Linked DNA regions of Sus scrofa: regions 1 and 3 are each linked to region 2. Evidence: chromatin contacts called from public Hi-C and HiChIP or PLAC-seq data. All regions are on one chromosome and are shown on one strand. The core of a region is the stretch at or near the end of the contact, and the rest is flanking DNA. Distances in the headings are between cores, read along the strand shown.

The links. A called contact is a pair of places that touch in the nucleus more often than the background predicts. HiChIP or PLAC-seq counts read pairs in DNA pulled down with a chosen protein or histone mark.
Region 1: a contact with region 2 is called in a Hi-C map of skeletal muscle, with 4 times the contacts expected there. The contact joins the promoter of ZNHIT2 here to the promoter of SAC3D1 in region 2. A contact is called at or near these places in 1 of 5 promoter capture datasets (liver), 6 of 47 Hi-C or Micro-C datasets (embryonic fibroblasts, heart right ventricle, liver and 1 more) and 1 of 2 datasets of contacts at active chromatin or transcription factors (alveolar macrophages).
Region 3: a contact with region 2 is called in an H3K27ac HiChIP or PLAC-seq map of skeletal muscle, with 3 times the contacts expected there. The contact joins the promoter of ATG2A here to the promoter of SAC3D1 in region 2. A contact is called at or near these places in 2 of 5 promoter capture datasets (fetal liver and liver), 4 of 47 Hi-C or Micro-C datasets (epiblast stem cells, fetal liver and liver) and 2 of 2 datasets of contacts at active chromatin or transcription factors (alveolar macrophages and skeletal muscle).

What each region holds. Positions count from the first base shown.
Region 1 is chr2:7,072,935-7,076,064 of Sscrofa11.1, forward strand. ZNHIT2 (zinc finger HIT domain-containing protein 2) reads left to right here and starts at 1,723. Exons shown (of 1, transcript XM_003122543.4): 1 at 1,723-3,130. The coding sequence starts at 2,093.
Region 2 is chr2:7,140,964-7,144,066 of Sscrofa11.1, forward strand. It overlaps SAC3D1 (SAC3 domain-containing protein 1), which reads right to left and starts at 1,331. Exons shown (of 3, transcript XM_003122567.5): 1 at 804-1,331; 2 at 59-639. The coding sequence starts at 632. SNX15 (sorting nexin-15) reads right to left here. Exons shown (of 8, transcript XM_003122547.4): 7 at 2,671-2,928; 8 at 2,109-2,376. The coding sequence ends at 2,270.
Region 3 is chr2:7,260,657-7,264,140 of Sscrofa11.1, forward strand. It overlaps ATG2A (autophagy related 2A), which reads left to right and starts at 1,375. Exons shown (of 43, transcript NM_001190278.1): 1 at 1,375-1,584. The coding sequence starts at 1,414.

The DNA of each region.
Region 1 (3,130 bases), core at 473-2,972, 68 kb before region 2:
TGGGGGGGGGGGGGAAGGCTGGTAAACCAATTGGTCCTAGTGATTTTGTTTGTTCTGACTGGCTGGTTTTGCTAACCTAATCAGTTTGATTATTTCAGTGTTTCTAGAAGTGGGGTTCTCTGGGGTCGATTTAGGTTCCCTCCTAGCAATGCATGCATACCATTCAGAGTCTGCCGGTTCTTGGAATACGGCATGTTATGCGGTGAAGACTTTAGGCTCTAGACTTGAACTGTCTTGAGTTTGGATACTTGTTGCATTTATTTACTGGCATGAACTATTTAATCTCTGCCATCATCTCTTGAGAGTTGCTGTGAAGATTAAATTGTGTCAAGTGCTTAAATCCGAATCTGCCTGCCATGTAGAAAACACAAACATGTTGGTTATTTGTGTCTTTTGTAGTGATTGTTCTGGAAGATACTGGCCCCCATGCCTTCTAGGGGTTTAGCATGTTGTGGGGAAAACAAGGGAACTAAATACTTAAAAGTGTTACAGTTTCAAAGAAAAGTAGGCAGGGTGCTGTAATGAAGGGGAGTGTGAGGGCGGAGAGCTATACCCTATCTTTCGGGAGGTCTGAGGATGGGCTATGTGAGACCTGAAACAGGAGCCCATCAGGAAGTGAGATGGTGAGAGTTCAACCAAGAGAACTGTGTGCAAAGGTGTGTGCAGGTCTGCAGGGTCTTGTCAGACATGGAGAAGAGTTTGGGTTGGAGTCCCAAGTGCAATATAAAGTTACCAAGTGCAGGTAAGGGTTTTAACAAGGGTCTCGTGTGATCTGACTTGTCTAGTATTTTCTTTGGCTGACTTTTCTGGAGGGCTGGCAGGTAAGAAAATTAGGAAGCCAGTTAAGCTGATGCCATCCAATTGAGGAATAAGTAGCTTAGGCCACCAGTGGTGGAGGGGGTGCAAAAAATGAGCAGACTCCTCAAATCCATCCAGAACTTGGTGGGCAAATAAATGGGCCATGTTGAGATAAAGACAAGGAATTTCGAAGGCAGCCCAAAGGCAGGACTGGGTGTGAGTGAAGGACCACAGAACTAGAGCTTACTTTCAGGGGTGCCGTGGATCGAGGCACAGTTTGTGGGTCAGTCACTCCCCCACACCACTACCACAAACTAAGCTCTATTAGGACAGGTACCCTTTTGTATATGGTCGCACCCCAGTGCTGCTGCAGTCGGATTTCCTTTCTTCCTTTCTCTCTCTCTCCCCCTCCTTTCTTTCTCTTTTTCATTTTAGGGCCTCACCTGCAGCATATGAACATTTGGAGGTTCCTACCTGGGCTAGGGGTTGAATCAGAGCTGCAGCTGCTGGCCTACATCACAGCCAGAGCGACGCCAGAGCCAAGCCTATGGGACTTACGCTGCAGCTTAGCGCACGGCAATGCCGCATCATTAACCCACTGAGTGAGGCCAGCGATCTAACCAGCATCCTCATAGGTACTAGTTGAGCTCTTAACCCACTGAGCCACAACAGGAATTCCCTGCAGTCAAATTCTTAACCTACTGCACCACAGTGGGAACTCTCTGCCTTTTTGCTCCTCAGTGTGTTACCGGTGCCTAGCGTGGAGGGCAAAGTTAAGCAGGAGCTCAGATATTTGTTAATGTTGCTTTCTTAAAAGGCGAAATGTGCATGATAATGTGAGAAAATAAAATGTATACATGTATGTGTAACTGGGTCACCATGCTGTACAGTAGAAAAAAAAAATTGCATCAGGGAAATAATTTTTAAAAAATTTAAATGGAGTTCCCATTGTGGCACAGCAGAAGCGAATCCGACTAGGAACCATGAGGTTGTGGATTTGATCCCTGGCCTTGCTCAGTGGGTTAACAATCCAGCATTGCCGTGAGCTGTGGTGTAGGTGGCAGACGCGGTTCAGATCTGGCATTGCTGCTGCTCTGGCACAGACCAGCAGCTGCAGCTCTGATTAGACCCCTAGCTCAGGCAGGTGCAGCCCTTAAAAAAAAAAAAAAAAAAAAAGGACAAAAAAAAGGAGGGGGAAATGTCCCCAACACACACGCCCAGTCTAGACTAGGTGCCCCACTTCGGCCTTCCTTCCACTCCGCTTTGTGTCCAGCGCAGAGACGTCTCATCTCCAATGGGCTTGGCATATAATAGGTGCTCAGCAAAGATCGATTGGGTTTCGCCACAGCGATTTATCGTGCAAAAAAGGCAACCACTAGGGGGCGAGCTGGCACCACCAGAGCGCCCTGCGGGACGCACTACCTTTCCCAGCGCGCAGGGTGGGGCTCCGCGGGAGGCGTTGACGATGCTCGCAGCTCTCGCTCCTCCCCTAGCGCTGCTCGAGAGAGGGGTGGGGCTTGACTGCCGAGTGCGGGCGGAAACTGCCGAGAGTCCTCAGGGCTCCGACTCTGCGCTCCGTCGGCCCCGCGGAGGGGCGGAAGTAACCGAGAAGCGCCGGAAGTTTCCGATCCTGTGCGTTCCCGGGTGGCCTGCGGCGCCAGTTGCCATGGAGCCGGCCGGGCCCTGTGGTATCTGCCCGGCCGGGGAGGCCCAGCCGGCGCGCTACACCTGCCCTCGCTGTAATGTGCCCTACTGCTCGCTGCGCTGCTACCGGGCGCATGGCACCTGCGCTGAAGACTTCTACCGTGACCAGGTGCTGGGAGAGCTGCGCGGCCGCAGCGCCTCACCCAGCCGCCTGGCCAGCGCCCTGCGCCGGCTGCGTCAGCAACGCGAGACCGAGGATGAGCCCGAGGACGCAGGCCTCAGGCCTGGCCCGGCGCCCGGCGGCCTCTCAGGACTCTGGGAGCGGCTGGCCCCGGCCGAGAAGGCGGCTTTCGAGCGGCTGCTGAGCCGGGGCGAGGCCGGGCGGCTGCTGCCCCCGTGGCGGCCGTGGTGGTGGGGTCGTGGGGCCGGGCCGAGGCTTCTGGAGGAACTGGGTGATGCTCCGGGCCGTGACGCCGATGAGCTGGAGCCTGCCCCCGCGGGGTCGCCGCCGGAACCCGTCAAGGATGAGCCCGCGGCCGCCGGGCCGACTCCCGGAGACGCCCCCGGGGTCTGCGCGCCCGCCGTGCCCACCCGGATCCCCACACTGGCCAGCCTGAGCAGGGGCCGCGCGTCGCCGCTCGTGCGCTTCCAGCTGCCCAATGTGCTGTTCGCCTACGCACACACTCTG
Region 2 (3,103 bases), core at 81-2,580:
CACTGTCCCCACAGAGGGACGCTTGTCCCTGAGCTCTGCTCGTGGAGACCCAACTCACCCAGGTTATAAAGCAGAAAGAGACCCTGGAAGGTGGCCTGGCGAGGGTGTGGCCCGGCACCCAGCGCGTAGCAGCGCCGCAGAGAACCGAAGCTCTCCTGCACCTGGGCCTGAAGCAACATCGGATCAGCCAGCCCGTGGGATGCGTTGGGTTCGAGCCGCGCCACCACCGCCAGCAGCACTGCCAGTGCCGCTTCCAGCACCAGCGCTGCCTCGGCGTCACCCGCGCCCTGCAGGGCCAGGTCCAGCCGCACCGCCCGCAACCGGTCCGCCACGAAGCTGGCCACCTCCGCGCGGGATGCGTCGGTGCGCTCGGCCACCTCTCCGGCCAGATAGCGCACGGTGGCCAGCAGGACGGACGGCGGACGCAGCTGGCTCGGCGGGGGCCGCGCCTTCCCGGCGGCCGGCCGGCTGTATTCCTTCACGGCGCGCTGCGGGTCGGCTCGAGGCCGGTCCCCAGGGGACCCCGGCGCCACCTCGAAGCGGTGCAGGCGGCACTCCTTTTCGCGCCGGGTGCGCTCGTTGGCCGGACACATATCCAGGCACGTGCCCAAAGGCAGCTCGTAGCCGGGCATGGGTGGGCTGAGGGGAAAGAATGCTTGCTCAGCATCCAGGAGACAGCGGCGGCCACTCGCCCCATCCTGCGGGAGGGCACGCCGACGCCGGTAGTTGTTCAAGGGAACTCTGAACCTCCCAGCCCGGTCTAAGCGTCCCAGCCGCCCGTTAGGCCATCGCCGTCCTCTCACCGACTCCGGTCGCCTTCCAACTGATCCTCGAACAGGCCTCCCGAGATGCTCTGCGTTGCCGTTCAGAGCGCTCAAGACTGTCCCTTAGGCTCAGGTCCCGCTACAGCCCACCCATGATGCACCGCTGTAGTCTGGGCCACTCCCATGGTGCACCGGTTTGTAGTCCCTTCCGCGACCAATCGCTTTGTAGGAGAGGCGGGGCAGGAGTGAGGCCACGCCTTCTCAGGCTTCCGCCCTCAGCTTGGCTTTGGACCACCAGCCCAAAATAGGAACCCCGGCTCTGGGTCCTCTTGATCATCCTTTTGGGCCGACAACCTGGTTCAAGCAGCCTGCCATTCTCTTCTGTTTCCCTGGACACCCTTCTCCCTATTTTCTAGATCAGGGGTCAGCAAACTTTCTGCAACAAGCTAGACAGTAAATGTCCTGGAATTTACAGGTCACAACTAGTCAACCCTGCTACTCTTCAGTTCTGCTGGTATAGCGAGAAAGCAACCATAGGCAATACTAAACGAAGGCCTGGTTATGGTCCAATAAATTTATTTTTATTTTTGGCCGCACCTGTGGCATGTGGAAGCTCCCAGGGCAGGGATAGAACCTGCACCACAGCAGCAACCTGAGCCACGGCGGTGACATCGCTGGATCCTTAAGCCACTGCACCACAAACGATCTCCAAAATCTTTTAATTTATTTCTGTTTTTTTCTTTTTCGGCCAACCCCACGGCATACGGAAGTTCCTGGGCCAGGGATCCAATCTGAGCAGGAGCTTCGCCTTGCATCACAGGCTGCAGCAACACCAGATCTTTAACACTGTGCCCGGGATCCAACTGGTGCCTCCATAGAGAGGAGCCAGATCATTAACCCACTGCGCCACAGCGGGAACTTCCAGAATCTCATTATTATTTCTTCTTTTTTAGCATACAGAATTTCTGGGCCAGGGATCAGATCTGAGAGGCACTGGATCCTTAAGCCACTGTGCCAGGCCAGGGATCAAACCTGTCCCAGCACTCCAGAGATGCTGCTGATCCCGTTGTGCCACAGCAGAAATTCCCAAAATCTTATTTTTAGATATTTAAATTTCATATAATTTTTCCCTGTCACAATATTATTGATTTTTTTCAACTATTTAACAAAATGGTAAAAACCATTCTAGCAGCGGGCCACATTTGGTTGCAGGCCACAGTTTACAGACCCCAGTTCTAGATGTATAAGCAGATCGTTTTGGAACCAGAGCTGCTGCTCACATGTCAAGAGAGAAACAGGCAGGATGAGAAGTGTGAGTCCCTGATTCCAAGGTGGCAAGAGTAGTCAAGGAACTGAGAATTCATTATTTTTCTCATTCTTGGTCCCATTACACACAGAAATGGCCTCTGGAGTTACAAGACCAGAAGATCAGACCAGGCACCAGAAGAGAAGAGGGTGGCTGGCAGTGCTGGAGCTAGAGTCTTAGGAAAGAGTCCACTCCCTTCTCAGGGGGGGAGCTGGGACAGATGCAGGTGCAGGATTTCCTCTGCCCGCTTCAGGTACTCAGCCGCCTTCTTCTTCACACCCTCCCGGCGGGCAGGTGACGGGTCGCCTGTGAAGACAGAATGGCTCAGCAGAGGTACCTGGGTTCAGAACCCCTGGTCTAGCCCCTTACAGTTCATAGGGCATCATCATGTGTCTTTTCCTGCTCCCTGGGAGTCAGATATATTGTCCCCATTTGACAAAAAAGAAAACAGAGGCCACAAGAGGTAAAGAAATGGCCCAAAGTGATAGAGCTGGTCAGTAAGGAGCAATTTTGGTCCTTGATCTGCTTTTCACTTTCCTTTCCTTTCACCGAACCACTGGGGAGCCCAGGCCTGACCCTCCACCGTCCAGTCCTGCTCACCAGGAACTCCCTGAAGCAGGATGTGCACGCCGTCCCGGTAGCCCTGCAGAGCTGCAGGGTAGGCGCCTGCCCTCTCATCCCGTAGGGCCTGGGTGATGAGCTTGGTGGCTTGGTTCAGGTAGGCAGGGGTGGGCCCTCCTTCCTCGTCCTCTTCCTCCTCCTGCCCTCCTGGCTCCCAGGGTTCCTGGTCCAGCCTTTCGGATTCTGCTTCCAACGCTGCCAGCTCGCCTAGGTGGGTAGGACTGGGGCCTGCACCTTCTGCAATGAGAGATGGAGGACGCAGGCCTGACTGGCCTTCCTTTTCCCAGGGCCAACTGCCCACCCTCAGACCTCTCTTGCCCATCAGGGTACCAACCTGTCCTGGATTTCCTAGTGCCTGAGCAACCCAAAAGCCACTTTGCCCACAGCAAACTTGTGCATGATCTATTTGGCT
Region 3 (3,484 bases), core at 125-2,624, 120 kb after region 2:
GCCCTCGCTTCAGGCTGAATTTTGGCTTTAGACTGCAGTCCATCTCCCTGCTAAAGCTAAAATGGAATTATAATTCCATCTTCAGTCATCATGATGTTAGGGTCTTGTGGAGCAGGGCTGGGCAAACTTTTTCTGTAAAGGACCAGAAAATAAATTATTAGGCTTTGTAGGCCTCTGTCTCAAGTACTCAACCCTGCTATGGTAAGAAAGGAGCCCTAGAGAATACTTATTCAAACAAGCACGGCTGTGTAACACTAAAACTTTATTTGTGGACACACTAGTGAAGTTCATATGATTTTCACATCATGAAATCTTACCCATTTGGGTTTTTTCCAACTCTTGGAATATGTAAAAACCATTCTTAGCTCAAGGGTGATACCAAACAATGAATCTCTGCTCAAGGGGGTTGGAATCCATCCTTTGTGTCTTGGGTTTTTGTTTTGTTTTGGGTTTGTTTGTGTTTTTTGTTTTTTGTTTTTGGCTGCTCCAGCAGAATGTGAAAGTTCCCCAGGCCAGGGATTGAACCAGCACCCCAGCAGTGACCCAAGCAATTACAGTGACAACACTGGATCCTTAACCTGATGCAGCACAAGAGAACTCCACTATTGAGTTTGAGGATTTGGGATGTAAAAAATTGTTGTTATTATTATTGTTGTTGTTGTTGCTGTTGTTACAGGGAGGGGCCAGAGGCCTGGCCAACTACAGGGAGAAGGGATGATCAGTTAATCTGTCCCGCATTTCAGGTGAGGAGTGGAAGACAAGACGTCCTTCATGATGCTTTCTGTTTAAATCAGTTTTTCTTTTCCGTAAAATAGTGACAATGATCTCTATCTTAGAAGATCGTTGTGAAGGTTGAATGAGATAAAGGAAGGTAAGGCGTTTTATAAAATGCAAGTGTTTATTCACTTAATCTTTCTAAAGATGCGAGCTGGGGCTCTCGCACTGACTATTCTTCTGGAAAGCGCACAGCGAAGTTGGATGGGACACTGTCCCTTTAAATCCTTCCCAACTACCTCAAGTACTAGTTGGACGAGTCGGCACATGCGCATTCCTTTGCGGGGCTGGTACCTCAAGCCACAACAGCCTTCCCAGAGCCCTTAGGAGAGAGGTTAAAGGTCCTCCCACACAGAATTTATACGCAAGCGTAAATCAAGATTGGGAGCCCTATATCGTACCGCGAGCCCAGTCCCTTTTTCGCGCCTCAAGGCTCCGCCCCCGCGGCCAATCAGGAGGCCTCGCCCTTCCCAGTGGCCAATGGCAATAAGCGTGGGGGGCGTGGTCAGGCGTCCGGGGGTGCGGCCTGGCGCTAAGAGAAGCGGCGGGGTGAGCCGGGGGCTCTAGTGAACAGCGCAACCGGACGGGGAACGCTGGCGGGCGGCAAGCGGAGGCGGCCCGGGCCCGGCGCTCTCCGAGATGTCACGATGGCTGTGGCCATGGTCAAACTGTGTGAAAGAGCGGGTCTGCCGCTACTTGCTGCACCACTACTTGGGTCACTTCTTCCAGGAGCACCTCAGCCTGGACCAGCTCAGCCTCGATCTATACAAGGGCAGCGTTGCCCTGAGGGATATACACCTGGAAATCTGGGTGAGGATTCAGGCCGGAGCCCTGGAAGGGTCCGAACGGGGAGGAGGGGGCGCAGCGACCTGAGGCTCCTTGCGAAAGAATCGGACTAGGGGACCAGGCACCGGGGTGGAAAGGCCTTGGGCGTCCAGCCCCTTCCAGGGGTCACAGGGACCCCAGCTGATCGCCTCTAGAGCCAGAAGCTGTACGGGAAGGGGGTTCCTGCCTCTGCTTCACAGGAGGGGAAACTGAGACTGAGGATTGGGATGTCACTCATCTGGAGATAAGTGACAGAATAAGCATATCATGTTTGAGGCCCGAGTTGAGCACTTGGTGCCAATGGGGCTTAGGAAAGGGAGGGGAGGGATCAGAGAAACCAGGGGGCCTCTGTTGGGACCAGGCCAGGGAAGTGACAGAGTTTGGGCATATCGCTGGTTAGGGGAGTCTGGAAGAGGTCCAGGACCCTGCTGAGGGCACCTGTGGGAAAGGTGCCCTGACCTCCTAACCCCACGACCCTGGGCCCAGGGGGTGGGGTTCACCGCGGGATATGTATGTCAACAACCGCGTCAGCACCAGTGTTGATCAACACTTTGTGTGGCTGCCTCGCTGCCTTACTTCCTGCTTTGGAGAGAGTGGGATGGACCAAGTTGGTGTTTGGGGAGGGGCTTGGGCATCCGGCATCCCCACCTAGAGGAAAGCCCTCGGAGAAAGGTGGAGAGGCCTGGCCTCAGGCAGAGAAGAGCGACTTTGGGGAAGCAGAGAGGAGTAAAGTCTGGGTCAGGCCTGAGCCTGGGGGCTGTGACTCACCGTTCAGCTGACCTGGGAAGTTGCAAAGTTGCTTAGAGGCACCAGACCGGGTCTGGCACTGGGTCAGCCCCCCAGTCCAAAGTAACAGGGGTGGGCATGGAATCAGGGGCTTCTCAGTCTTCTGGGGGAGCAGACAGGGTGCTCAGCCTTAATACAGTCTGGGCAGGAGAAGCCGGCCTTCCTGAGCAGAGACTCCTGAGCCCGGAGTTGGTGGCACTTCTTGCCTGTGAATCCCGGTGCAGGAGACCTTTTCTGACCTCTGACCTCAGCCTCTTTCTGTGTTCCCACCCACCCTGCCCTCTGGTTAGGGATTTAATTGGCTCCTAGCTAGGCTGCTTTCCTCTTGGCCTCCAGGGAGGGCTTGGGCCGAGGTGGATTGAAGGTGCTTTCCCAGGATGCCAGCCCTTCTCCCAGCTGCCTGGCCTGCAGGTCCCCAGAGTGCCTGGGACCCCAGGAGAGGATGAGAAATGAGGCATGGGTCTCAGTCCCTGTCCCCATAGTATACAGGGTGACAAGCCTAGTCCCTGAAGTGTTCCCATCTGTGGCTCTCTGAGTGAGGAATTTGGACTTGATCTCTTTGGGTCTCCTGGTTCTGTCATGTATCTAATTCATGGGTCCAGCAAGTGTTTACTGAGGCCCTCTCTGGGGGGCACCACACAGAGTGCCTGGAGTCACTCCGAGAAGGCAGGTGGGCTCCTGCCTGCGGGGAGCTCCCAGACTGGTGGGGGTACATCTCCCCTATCAGAAACCAGAGCTGCGCCTCAGAGAGAGGGACCGTGACATCATGTGTCTCTGGAGCTGGGGGCCCGCTCCCACTCAGGTCAGACCCCTGCCTGCCTCTCCTGGACACTCTCCTAAACTCCATCTCACCCGGATGATCGGGGGTGCTGCCACTCTCAGCAAGGCCTTTGCATGTGCTGTCCCCATGCGGGGCTCCTTCTTCATCCCTCAGCTCTCCCCTCTTCTGGTTGGAGAGACTGCGCACATGGGACTCTCCATGTGTAGGGAACAATGGTGCAAAGACTGTACCTTGTACTAGGTAGCAAGGGCGTTCTCCAAGCAGGACCAGCCAGGCAGAGAGCAGCGCCAGGGAGCCAGCTGGCTCTGGGGCTCCCCT